Linked DNA regions of Xenopus laevis: region 1 is linked to region 2. The links are chromatin contacts, called in public Hi-C maps. All regions are on one chromosome and are shown on one strand. The core of a region is the stretch at or near the end of the contact, and the rest is flanking DNA. Distances in the headings are between cores, read along the strand shown.

The links. Hi-C and Micro-C count contacts between places; a contact is called where the count stands out from the background.
Region 1: a Hi-C map of animal cap shows a contact between it and region 2, with 6 times the contacts expected there. The contact joins the promoter of prpf40b.S here to the enhancer-like site in region 2. A contact is called at or near these places in 3 of 4 Hi-C or Micro-C datasets (the XL177 cell line, the XTC cell line and animal cap).

What each region holds. Positions count from the first base shown.
Region 1 is chr2S:126,954,782-126,960,348 of Xenopus_laevis_v10.1, reverse strand. It overlaps prpf40b.S (pre-mRNA-processing factor 40 homolog B), which reads right to left and starts at 3,445. Exons shown (of 27, transcript XM_018249973.2): 1 at 3,300-3,445. The coding sequence starts at 3,302.
Region 2 is chr2S:126,806,640-126,812,755 of Xenopus_laevis_v10.1, reverse strand. No RefSeq gene overlaps it. Among protein-coding and RNA genes, the nearest start is that of nr4a1.S, 37 kb to the left of the region's middle. Within about 2 kb of position 1,670, at least 2 of the 7 cell types and tissues checked have an H3K27ac peak or open chromatin away from gene starts, as enhancers often do. A contact at or near this core is called in animal cap, where this site is marked.

The DNA of each region.
Region 1 (5,567 bases), core at 2,196-4,695, 150 kb before region 2:
ATGGGAAACCATTCGTTTTCAGTTGGTTACACCTCTTTACAAGTCCTAGCTTGCTTCTTGCCAGAGAATTAATAACACAACAAGAGGGCAATGGGGAAAGGTAACATAGACTTTGGCTGGCCAGCCAGTCTCAGATATAGTAGTATCTTAGGCCAAAAACCTCCAGTTGTTCATAGGGGATAAGCCTTTAAATACAAAGAAACATTAGCTCACACTGAAACAACTCGATTTTTACTCAAGAAAATATATTTTACAAATAACAGTTAGAACAACCTGTATGTGTAAACAGGATAGCCCTTCTTGAATTACCTACACCACTAGACCCAAATAATGCAACTAAAAATAGTTCAGGGTATGACTTTATCATATAAGCATTTGCCAAAATGTTCTGGGTGGGGGCTTGGACAGCAAGCCTTATTTAACTTAGAATATTATATCACACTTGGAGTATGTCAGGCACATGATGTCTAATTCTGCCAGATAAAGACAGGGACCTCAGTGGTATAATATTTCCCTTGAGCTTTATGTAAGTATTTGCATACCTCATCATATTGCCACTAGAAATAGAGGCATTCTTTTTATATTAAAACACAATTCTCCAACACTACAGTCCCCATGATCTATAATTGATCAGTGTCCCTAAACATGATTATATCATACAGTGCCGAACAATGGAGTAACTAGAATGGGTCGGCCCCCATTACAAAAACATCTTCAAAGGGACCCTATTCACAGCGATGCCTCCTCAGCCACCCTGGTGTTTATAATGCGAAATGTGTTTACACTAAATAAATCTCTGCTATACAAAACTGTTCTTAAGTTATATGAAAAGTCCTATTTTTCCTTTGTGTGCAAAAGGAAAGGAGACTAATAATCAGGTTCATCAAAGCACATCTGAATCTGTCAAACCAAATGGGATTAGCCTATTTATAATGTATTTTTTTTAGTCACTGCACGGCTACCTGGCTCACACATAGCAATATAATCCATAAAATTCAACATCATGCTTAGTTTTACCCTTTTTTAAAATGGCTTCCAGGCCTTGTCTACTTTCTACTTTCTGTAAATTGGCAAAGAAATGTGTTGTCAGTTCCAAACAAAACCTTCTATTCTATTCGTTTCTGAATGCCGCCAAGCACAAGCAAATTCAGATTCATGTTGAATCTAAAAAAAAATCAAATGGAATAATTTGCAACTCTGAATGCTCGTGAGTACATCCACACAGAATATATTGCAATCAATCTGATGTGTTTATGTGTAAGAGCCCTTACAGTTATGGTGGTCCAAATTACAGAAAGACCCCAGATGCCAGGCATTCTGGATAATAGGTTCCATTCCTGCATTGGCATATTTGACCCTAGCTACAGAGTGTAGATGCAGAGACAAAATATAAATAATTAAACAGAATTTTCATTAATGATAGGATCATATGGCAGGAAATGATGTGCCCACATTTAAAGCAACTCTTGGCACATTGAATTTAAAGATTTTCTTTACAACCATTTTTAATAAGCTGGCTGGAATATGCTTTTATATATTACAGATGCTAAACATTTCAGTTGGTCTTCATTAACAATTTGATATGGCTGATCCGCCTTCCGATTAGTCTTCAGGTAAAAATGCTGTCTGACTGTCAGGTCACTAATATGGGCAACCAAAAAAGCACACTGACTGTGAGGCTTCAAGTTTATTGTTTTCATTGCTAATATTTATCTCCAGATGTTCTACTTCTCCTATTGACTTCCCAATTTCTCCTTGGTTGTTAGTGTCATTAACACATAGCATAACCGTTAAAATATAATTAAAAAATATTTAAAGATACAAAAAGAATACAAAAAAAAATGAAGGTCAGTCACAAATTGTCTTATGTGCCTACATACCAAAAATGGCTTGGAAGGAAAACAGGTCCTTTAATGAATGATTTGCTTTATTTTCTCAACTGCTCATTTTGTCTCTAGTGCAGTGATCCCCAACCAGTAGCTCGGGAGCAACATGTTGCTCTCCAACCCCTTGGATGTTGACAATCCACATAGGGACTAACAAATGACCAATCACAGCACTTATTTGGTACCCCAACTCCTTTTACCTCTGAATGTTGCTCACAGGTTCAAAAGGTTGGGGATACCTGCTCTAGTGCATACCTCCAAACAATGAATTTTGTCCTTAACATCCCAATGTAGATTTGGAGCTTAGATATGTTTCCCCACAGTATCTGCTAAATACGATATCGGAAAATGTTTCCCCACAGTATCTGCTAAATACTATATAGAAATCCATTCTTATTTGCAGAGATCACACAATTCCTCTGCTCCATTTAAGCTTTGAATGTATAAAAACGTGTACGAAAACATGTGCATTAGAGACACTTTCCGTATGATTATATCCAGCAGCCGGGCCCCCGCCCCACTCCGTACAGCCCGCATTTCAGTAGCGTGCGGGCTGCCGGGGGACCCTGAGGGGGTGCAGGCCCTAGCACCCCCTACTCCCCCAGTAGTTCTGCCACTGATTATGTCCCATATAGATATGATTATATAATACACAAAAGCCATGAATATCCTGTAAATTATATCCTTATAAACGGTGAGTTCTGATGTCATCAGTTATAAACGGTGAGTTCTGGCGTCATTTCTGTCACATGACTCACTGAAACTTGTGTATTATAATAAAGTACCCCCAGTTGCAAAATATGAGGATATTAGAAGTTACCTCGTTGTTCCATGACCTGGCCTCGTGTTTTTATATGGTCATAAAATTGCTCGGTGACTTATAATATCCTTATAACTTACAAGAGGGGGTACTTAATTCACTATATATCCCACGGCCCCAAAGGCATATTATCTTCCTACCAGATCCTCTTATATGTCCCCAGGCAATATTTGCAGTAGTTGTAAGCAATAGCACACAACTCCCTGAGCTCACACTGCATATCATAACCTTTATATTACACATACAGCACAGTTCAGGTTCCTACCAACCATTTGCAAGCCATATGCAGCTCCTATATAATAATAATAATATATTATTAGTTAAGTAGCTGTCCCCTATTCCTGACCACTGCATGGAACCTCAGCCACCACCTCTACATTATACATATAATAACCCCAGTGCCTCACACACACACCCATTTGCCCTGCAGGCTCTGTCCCTGATGCTCCCCAACCAAACAACCAATTAGAAGACAAGCATCCGGGAATAAAGGAATGAATAGACAGTGATCCCACACACCCCACTCCGGTGTCCATTATACTAACCCCACTTCCCCCCAATTACCCAGAGAGAAATAAACAAAGCTACGCTACCATCTCTGCGCCAGCCGAAACCCCATCACTGGTACCGCCCCTGCAACAAGCTGCGCGCTCATTGGCCACAACGTCAGCAAGAGGCGGGGACGGCAGAAGGGTTAACACTTTCAGTACCGACGCGACAATTCCCCTGTCTGCTGCCCCCTTAGCTGAAGCTGAGTGTTCTTGCAAAACAGGGGCCTAGTTAAATGTCAGTCTGGACATGAGGGTTTGGATCCCACTACCTGTGTGTTATCCAGCAGGCGTTAAACGGGTGGTTCACCTTGAAGTTAACTTAAAGTATGTTAAAGAATGTCCAATTCTAAACAACCTTTCAATTGGTCTCCATTTTTTTTTAATATTATCATAATTATTTCTTCGTCTTTTGATTCTTTTCAGTGGGGGTCACTCACCCCATCTAAAAAAAAAATGCTCTGTAAGGTTTCAGATTTATAGTTATTGCTACTTTTTATGACTCCTTTTTGGGCCCTCTCCTGTTCCTATTCCAGTCTCTTATTCAAATCAATGCATGGTTGCTAGGGAAATTTGGCCCCTAGCAACCAGATTGCTGATATTGCAAACTGGAGAGCTGCTGAATAATAAGGCAAATAACTGTAAAAAGACAAATAATAAAAAATGAAAACCGATTGCAAATTATGTCAAATGTCACTCTCTACATCATACTAACAGTTTACTCAAAGGAGATCATCATGGGTGGTTCACCTTATGTAAGTCATAGAATGGTCTTTTCTTAGCAATTTTTCAGTTGGGCATTTGTTTCTTTAAAACTTGCTGTTCTTTTCTGTTTCTTTTCAGATTTAAAACGGGGGTCACTGACAGTGGGGTAACAACACTGCACTGCCCCCCCCCCCAAAGACTTCAGAGGGGCCCAGTACACTGCAGCTCCACCTTCCTGCCCACTTGCTCAATCACATCCCTATCTCCTGGCCACTTGTGCTGAAGTAGGTAAGACAGCAGGGGATTTTCATAACTATAGGAAGCAGACCCCATAGTCTTGGCCCCCTCTTCCCGGAGACCCTTGTAACTGTGGGATCTGCTTCATCTGTTGTTAAAGGGGTGGTTCACCTTTATGTAAACTTTTAATATGTAATAGAAAGGCAAATTCTAAGCAACTTTTCCATTGGGTTTCAGTATTTATTTTTTATAGTTTTATAATTATTTGCTTTTTTCTTCTGACACTTTCAAGCTTTCAAATGGGCGTCACTGACCCCATCTGAAAGCAAATGTTCTGTAAGGCTGCCAATTTATTGTTATTGCTAATTTATATTTCTCATCTTTTTAGTAAGGTCCTCTCCTATTCATATTCCTGTCTCTTATTCAAATCAATGCATGGTTGCTAGGGTAAATTGGACCCTAGCTTCCAGATTGTTTATAATGCAAATTGAAGAGCTGCAAAATAAAAAGCTAAATAACTCAAAAAAAACTCCAGTGTCTTAAAGGAGAAGGAAAGGCTTTGTGGACTTGGGGGTGCCATATATTAGGCACCCCCAAGTGATTGTATTGACTTACCTGAAACCCCGGACCGGTGATCCTATCAGCAGAAAACTGCACTGGCCTGGGGTTATACCAGTGAGCACCATGGAGCGATCCTCTTCCGGCTTCTTCTTTCTTCGAGCGGCTTTGCATGGGCGTTAGAGTAAGAAGCCGTACTTTAAGTTGGCTTTTTCATTCTACTGTACATGCGTCTGCCCTGGGAAATTTCAAGAAAGAAGAAGCTGGAAGAGGATCACTCTGTGGTGCTCGCTGGTATAACCCCAGGCCGGTGCAGTTTTCTGCTGATTGGAGCACCGGCCTGGGGTTTCATGTAAGTCAATACAATCACTTGGGGGTGCCTAACATTTGCACCCCCAAGTGCATAAAGCCTTTCCTTCTCCTATAAGTAGCCAATTTCCCTGCCTATACTAAAGAGCAAGAGAAATAATAATACAAACAAATATTGCCGGGAGTCTGCACTACTGTGTCATGAAATGCTTGTGGCCCCGTCACTTACTGTTGTTACATCTATGTCATAAATAGCTGGAGGCTGGTGCCAAATATTGTTTGGTCTCCTGTGTTTTACATTGCTGTGAATTGAACTGTGTTGATCGATGTATTGAATGAATTTCGGTTATTGATTTATCAGAGGTGAGGGAACACTACTCTAAGTGATATTATTTTTGCTTTATTCACTTGATTTACTGATAGGGGCATCCAAACGTGTTTTTATTTGTTAGTATGTTCTGTGAGTTGAGGGAGTATTAACTTATATCAGAATTGCCTATTATT
Region 2 (6,116 bases), core at 421-2,920:
GGATTTGGTTCGGTATTCTGCCAAATTTTGGCAAAGGATTTGGGGGTTCGGCCGAATCCAAAAAAATGAATTTGGTGCATCCCTACCAGATATTATCAAATTTTACAAGCATAACAGGATAGTTTTGTAATGTTGCTCCACTAAGGAAAGTTTAGAGAAAATTAATTTGTTCTTTTTTATTTGCAGGCTCTCTGCAAAGGCCTATGGTGGTTACAGGCAATAAAGATGTACTGTACTTTTGAAATTATATAAAGTGAGACTAGTGATATCCCCAAAACATGTACAGTATACATGGACACAATTCTGTCCAACTGTGGTACTCGGGGACAGAATTTTTCTGGCCTACTTGGTGGAGGGCCGATAATGGAACCCAGTCTTGAGCATTCCCCCTTTTAACTACATTCATGTTATCACAAAAAATGTTAAGGCCATACCCACATTAAAGGTAGTGGCACACAAAAAAAACCGAAATGATTGGTGCTCACTGCAGGGATATCACTCTTTACTTATTTGTGAAAAATGTTTATTAAGACATAACCTTAAATCTATATGCCTCTTCCTCCCCTGTGGATAGCACAGCAACCCTCCGGCACATGATTAAGGCAGAGTAGGGCAAGTAGAGTATGGCACACACAGGTAGGGTAGAGCAGGCACAGGCAGAGCTGGGTAGGAGACTATTTACAGTGATACAATGCCAGGGCTGCTCCTACAGTCTTTGAGTGAACAGATGAATAATGTGGAGTTTTGGGTGTGGTCAGTACAGGGTATTACAGGTGTGAACAATGGAGGTTCCTTACAGGTGTGAACATTTTAAAGGTGTGAACAATACATGGGATTAAAACTGCAAACAATGCAGGGCTGTAGCATCCCCAGGGATAGGTATGCATACGCATTTCTTTGTACCACTGCATGGAAGTAAACAAGCTGCACAAGATTTACAAATGAAGCTAACAAATATCAATGTGCTTCAGGGCTGGGCTAAAACATACTGGCACCCAAGGCAAGTACTTGGAGGGAGTGGGCTTAGGGCACTGGGAATGAATGCACCCCCAGCACCCTAGTCATGTACATACTCTTCCTATCCCTAGTGCCAGCCCTGATATTTTTTTTACATATCACCATTCAAAAAAACTGCATTAAAAGTGCTTTCAGTAGAAATACTGAAGAACTAGTCTTATGTTGTTGATTACATACCTTTCTCAAAGGATTTTTATTTGTATGTACAGATGCATAATAGATTTATTTGTGCCGAAATAAGACAGCTCCCCCGCCCCCCACCCACACACACACACGCTTTCCTTTTTTGTTTACTATTACAGGTATGGGATCTGTTATCCGGAAACCCATTATCTAGAAGCTCAGAATTATGCCCATCTCCCATAGACTCCATTTTAATCAAATAATTAAATTATTTGTTTATTATAGACTTACGGTATGGAGACAAGATTATCCAGAAAACCCCAGGTCCCAAGCATTCTGGATAACAGGTCCCGTAACTGTATATTCTATGCACATGGATAGTCAATGCTTACATGCCAATACATTCTTTGTAAGTGAATAAAGATGTACTCCAGTAAATGTGCTTAGTATCACCTTCTCTTCTTTACTGTCTGTACACTGAGCTACTAGTGATGCTTCAGAGCAGAAGTATATTTTGTTTGGCACACGCAACCATGCAATACAGTAGAACCTCTTCATTGTATTTAGTATATATCACCACCTTGTGGCACAAAGAAACTGGCCCGTCCTAAACTGCAGCAGCTGAGTCACCCTTAGGATAGTTTTAGAAGAAAATATACATATTCTTAAAATCACCCTGAGATTGTGTTTTTTTGTAAACCATTAACAAAAGGGGATGAGGCAGAATGTCACTGGCTTGAACTCAAGGGCATGTTGTAGAAAGAATAAAATAAAAATAAAAAGAGGCATTTATTTACATTTGTTGTTGTAGATTTTAACTTTTTCAACAACTGTAGTAAAAAGGTAGAAAGCTGTGGGGTGCCATTGTATTTCATTAACTCATGCATGTAACTGCTGCTCTGTGAGGTCCAGGAAGGTAACACCCGAAAGACAGCTCTGTTTCCAGTTTCTGAAACTGAGCTGGAATGTGTGTAAATACTGAATGCTTCTGGGTGAATAATAGAAATTGTTTGGCTGGTCAACATTAAAGGAACAGTTCATATAAAAATAAAAACTGGGTAAATAGATAGATAGGCTGTCCAAAATAAAAAATGATTCTAATATACTTAATTAGCCAAAAATTTAATATATAAAGGCTGGAGTGACTGGGTGTGTAACATAATAGCCAGAACACTACTTCCTGCTTTTCAGCTCTAACTCTGAGTTAGTCAGTGACTTCAAGGGGGGCCACATGGGACATAAGTGTTCAGTGAGTTTGTAATTGATCCTCAGCATTCAGCTCAGATCCAAAAGCACCAATTGGTTACTGCCTGGTAACCAATTAGTGGAAACCAAGAGAGCTGCTGTCAAGACCGCCGGGAGCGCGAGGAGTCGCGTCCGCTCCCGGCGGCGAAGAATTCAAGATGGCGGCGCCCAGTCAACCCACGTGGGTTCCGACGCCGGCGCCGTGACGTCAGCGCGGCGCGACGGTCGCAGGCGCGCTGACGCTGGCGCAAGGGCGCCAAATTCAAACATAAAAGGACGCCTGAGACGCCAAGATGGCGCCCGAAAATAGGATTCTGTTCCCTGAGAGTTTCCTGGGTTCCCTTGCTGTTTTCCCTACTTATATCTGCCTGATTCCTTGTTGTGACCCTTTGCCTGGACCTGGACTTCGCTGATTCTCTGCCTGCTATTGACCCCCTGCCTGGACTTTGGACTTTGATTATATTCTGCCTGCCTTGTGACCTGTAGCCTGAACCCGATTACCCTTTCTGCTTATCCCTGGATACCACGATCCTGATCCCTCCTGAGGGGCTTCCTCCTAGATCCGGACTACTCCCCAGAAGGGGCTCCCGGCTCCCTGACATTATTTTCGGGCCATGGATCCTTCTGAGGAAGCCACACCTCATGTCGGACGAGCGCTCCGCGGACTGGCATCCCGCATGGAGGACTACGAAAACCAGCAGGTTCGCATTGGGCAAGCACTCGATGTCCTGCTAGCTCAAGTGCCTTCTGAGCCTTCCACTGCTCCACCTACTGGAGATCCCCCCATGGCGACAGCCCCTACGAACGCAAGCTACCCGACAGGTGAGCCTCGCATTCCACCTCCCCCTCGCTTCAGTGGGGACCCACAAGCCTGCAGGGGGTTTGCCACGCAATGCCAAATTCAATTTGAGTTCCAACCCACACAGTTTCCTAGTGAGCGTTCCAAGGTGGGGTATGTGATGTCTCGATTGGAAGGCAAGCCACTGGAGTGGGCAACGTCTCTTTGGGAGAAGAATTCCCCGCTGACTTTTGATGTTAAAGACTTTCTCCAAGCTTTTCGTTTAATCTTTGATGCTCCAGGTCGGGTTACGAACGCCCCTGCCCGTCTCTTGCAGCTCCGGCAGGGAAGCCGCAGTGTCAATGACTATGCTATAGACTTCCGAACACTGATGGCGGAGACTTCCTGGTGTGATGACGCTTACAAGGCTGTATACTACCAAGGCCTATCCATCCGCATCAAAGATGATCTCGTCTCCAGAGAGACTCCTGACACCTTGGAAGGGCTGATCGCTCTATCCATTAAAGTGGACACTCGTCTCAGAGAGCACCAGGTGGAGAGAGAGCGCAGCAGACGATTTTCTCCCTTGTTGGCCCCTCGCTTTCAAAGGCCGATTCTGCAAACACCCGCTGTTCCTGTGACTCATGTGTCGACGTCCCCCTTGGAGGAACCTATGCAAGTAGGAAAGACTCGCCTCTCCGAGCAGGAAAGACTCCGAAGACGTATGGCAGGTCTCTGTTTATACTGTGGTGGGCATTCCCATTTTGCCAACGCCTGTCCTGCCAAAGCCAAGAGTTTTGTACCCCGAGGTATGTCTCAGGTTTCTCATGTAGGGGGCATCACTCGAGGTCCTCAGGAGAAGTATCAAGAAAGTTCACGCAGACTTCTTCTTCCTTTGCAGATTCACCTGGCAAGTAAGTCTATCTTCGAAAGGGCCTTCCTCGACTCCGGAGCGGATGGCAATTTCATGGATGCCTTTTTTGCCGAATGCATGAAGATTCCCCTGCTTCCATTATCTTCACCCCTGCGAATTACCGCCATAGATGACAAACCCCTGGAGTTTGAATTCGTCACAAAGTTCACGGCGGAACTATCTGTACAAGTTGGGGCGCTGCATCAAGAAAAACTTTCATTCTTCATCATCCCCTGTCCTTCTACTCCAGTAATATTGGGTCTTCCGTGGTTACGTCTGCATAACCCCACCATAGACTGGTCCACTGGGCAGATCTCTCGTTGGAGTTTATTTTGCCTGCAACATTGCCTTCCGTCAAAACCCCTCGAGAAGGTGAATGTCTCCTCTGCGGAATTAAAGACTTTGCCCTCCACTTACAAGGGATTTTCCGATGTGTTTTGTAAAAAGTCGGCAGAGTTCCTTCCCCCACATCGCTCCTACGATTGTCCGGTTGAACTCCTGCCAGGAGCTATGCCCCCCAGAGGGCGCACCTACCCTCTCTCTCCTGCAGAGACTACCGCTATGAAGGAGTACATCCAAGAAAATCTCCAGCGGGGGTTTATCCGCCCTTCTACCTCTCCTGCAGGGGCTGGGTTCTTCTTTGTGGAGAAGAAGGATGGAGGCCTTCGGCCTTGTATAGACTATCGGGGTCTGAATAAGATCACCGTGAAGAACAGGTACCCCCTGCCCCTGATTGCCGAGCTCTTTGACCAGCTGAAAGGGGCAAAGATTTTCTCCAAGTTGGATCTCCGGGGGGCCTACAACCTCATTCGCATCCGGGAGGGTGACGAATGGAAGACGGCATTCAACACTCGGGATGGGCACTATGAATATCTCGTTATGCCCTTCGGCCTATGCAATGCCCCTGCCGTCTTCCAGGAGTTTGTTAATGATGTGTTCCGAGATCTCCTAGGAAGGTTCGTAGTCGTATACTTGGACGACATCCTGATCTTTTCCAAGGACCTTGAAAGTCATCGCTCCCAGGTGAAGGAGGTACTCTCTCGTCTGAGGAAGAACTCTCTCTTCGCCAAGTTGGAGAAGTGTGTCTTCGAGGTATCCAAGATCCCCTTCCTAGGATACATTATCTCTCCAGAGGGATTTGAGATAGACCCCGTGAAGGTGTCGGCCATCCAGGAGTGGCCTCTCCCACTGAGTACCAAGGCAATCCAGAGGTTCATCGGATTTGCTAATTATTATCGACAGTTCATCCGGGGGTTCTCTTCCCGCATTGCACCTATCCTGGCCCTCATCCGGAAAGGGGGTAAACCCAGCCTGTGGCCTCAATCCGCCATAGAAGCCTTTCAGTCCTTGAAAGAGGCCTTCACGTCCGCTCCTGTTCTCCGACATCCCAATCCTGCACTACCCTTCTGCATCGAAGTCGATGCTTCTGAAGTCGGAGCCGGAGCTATCCTGTCTCAGAGACACTCCACTGATGGAAAATTGCACCCCTGTGCGTTTTTCTCCAAGAAGTTCTCATCCGCAGAGCAGAACTATGATGTCGGAAATCGAGAACTCTTAGCAGTCAAGCTTGCCCTTGAAGAATGGCGTCACCTCCTGGAGGGCTCTGAAATTCCTGTCCAGATTTTCACAGATCACAAGAATCTGGAGTTTATACAGTCCCTCAAGAGGCTAAATCCCAGACAAGCCAGGTGGGCTCTTTTCTTTTCTCGTTTTAACTTTGTTTTGACTTATCGCCCAGGTTCCAAGAATCTGAAAGCCGATGCCTTGTCTCGTAGCTTCACTCCGGTGGATCGTGACCCTGAGAGGCAGGAGCCAATATTCCACCAGTCAAGATCATTGCCTCTCTGTATCCCCAATTTGCCGACCAGATTCTGGCTGGGCAGTCCTCGGCTCCTCAAGATACTCCGATTGGCATGGCCTTCGTCCCTCCAGAACTTCGCCTGGCCATCCTGCAACAAACCCACTGCTCCAGACAAGCTGGACATCCTGGTCCGGCCAAGACCCTTGAACTCTTGAGGCGCTTAGTCTGGTGGCCTGATA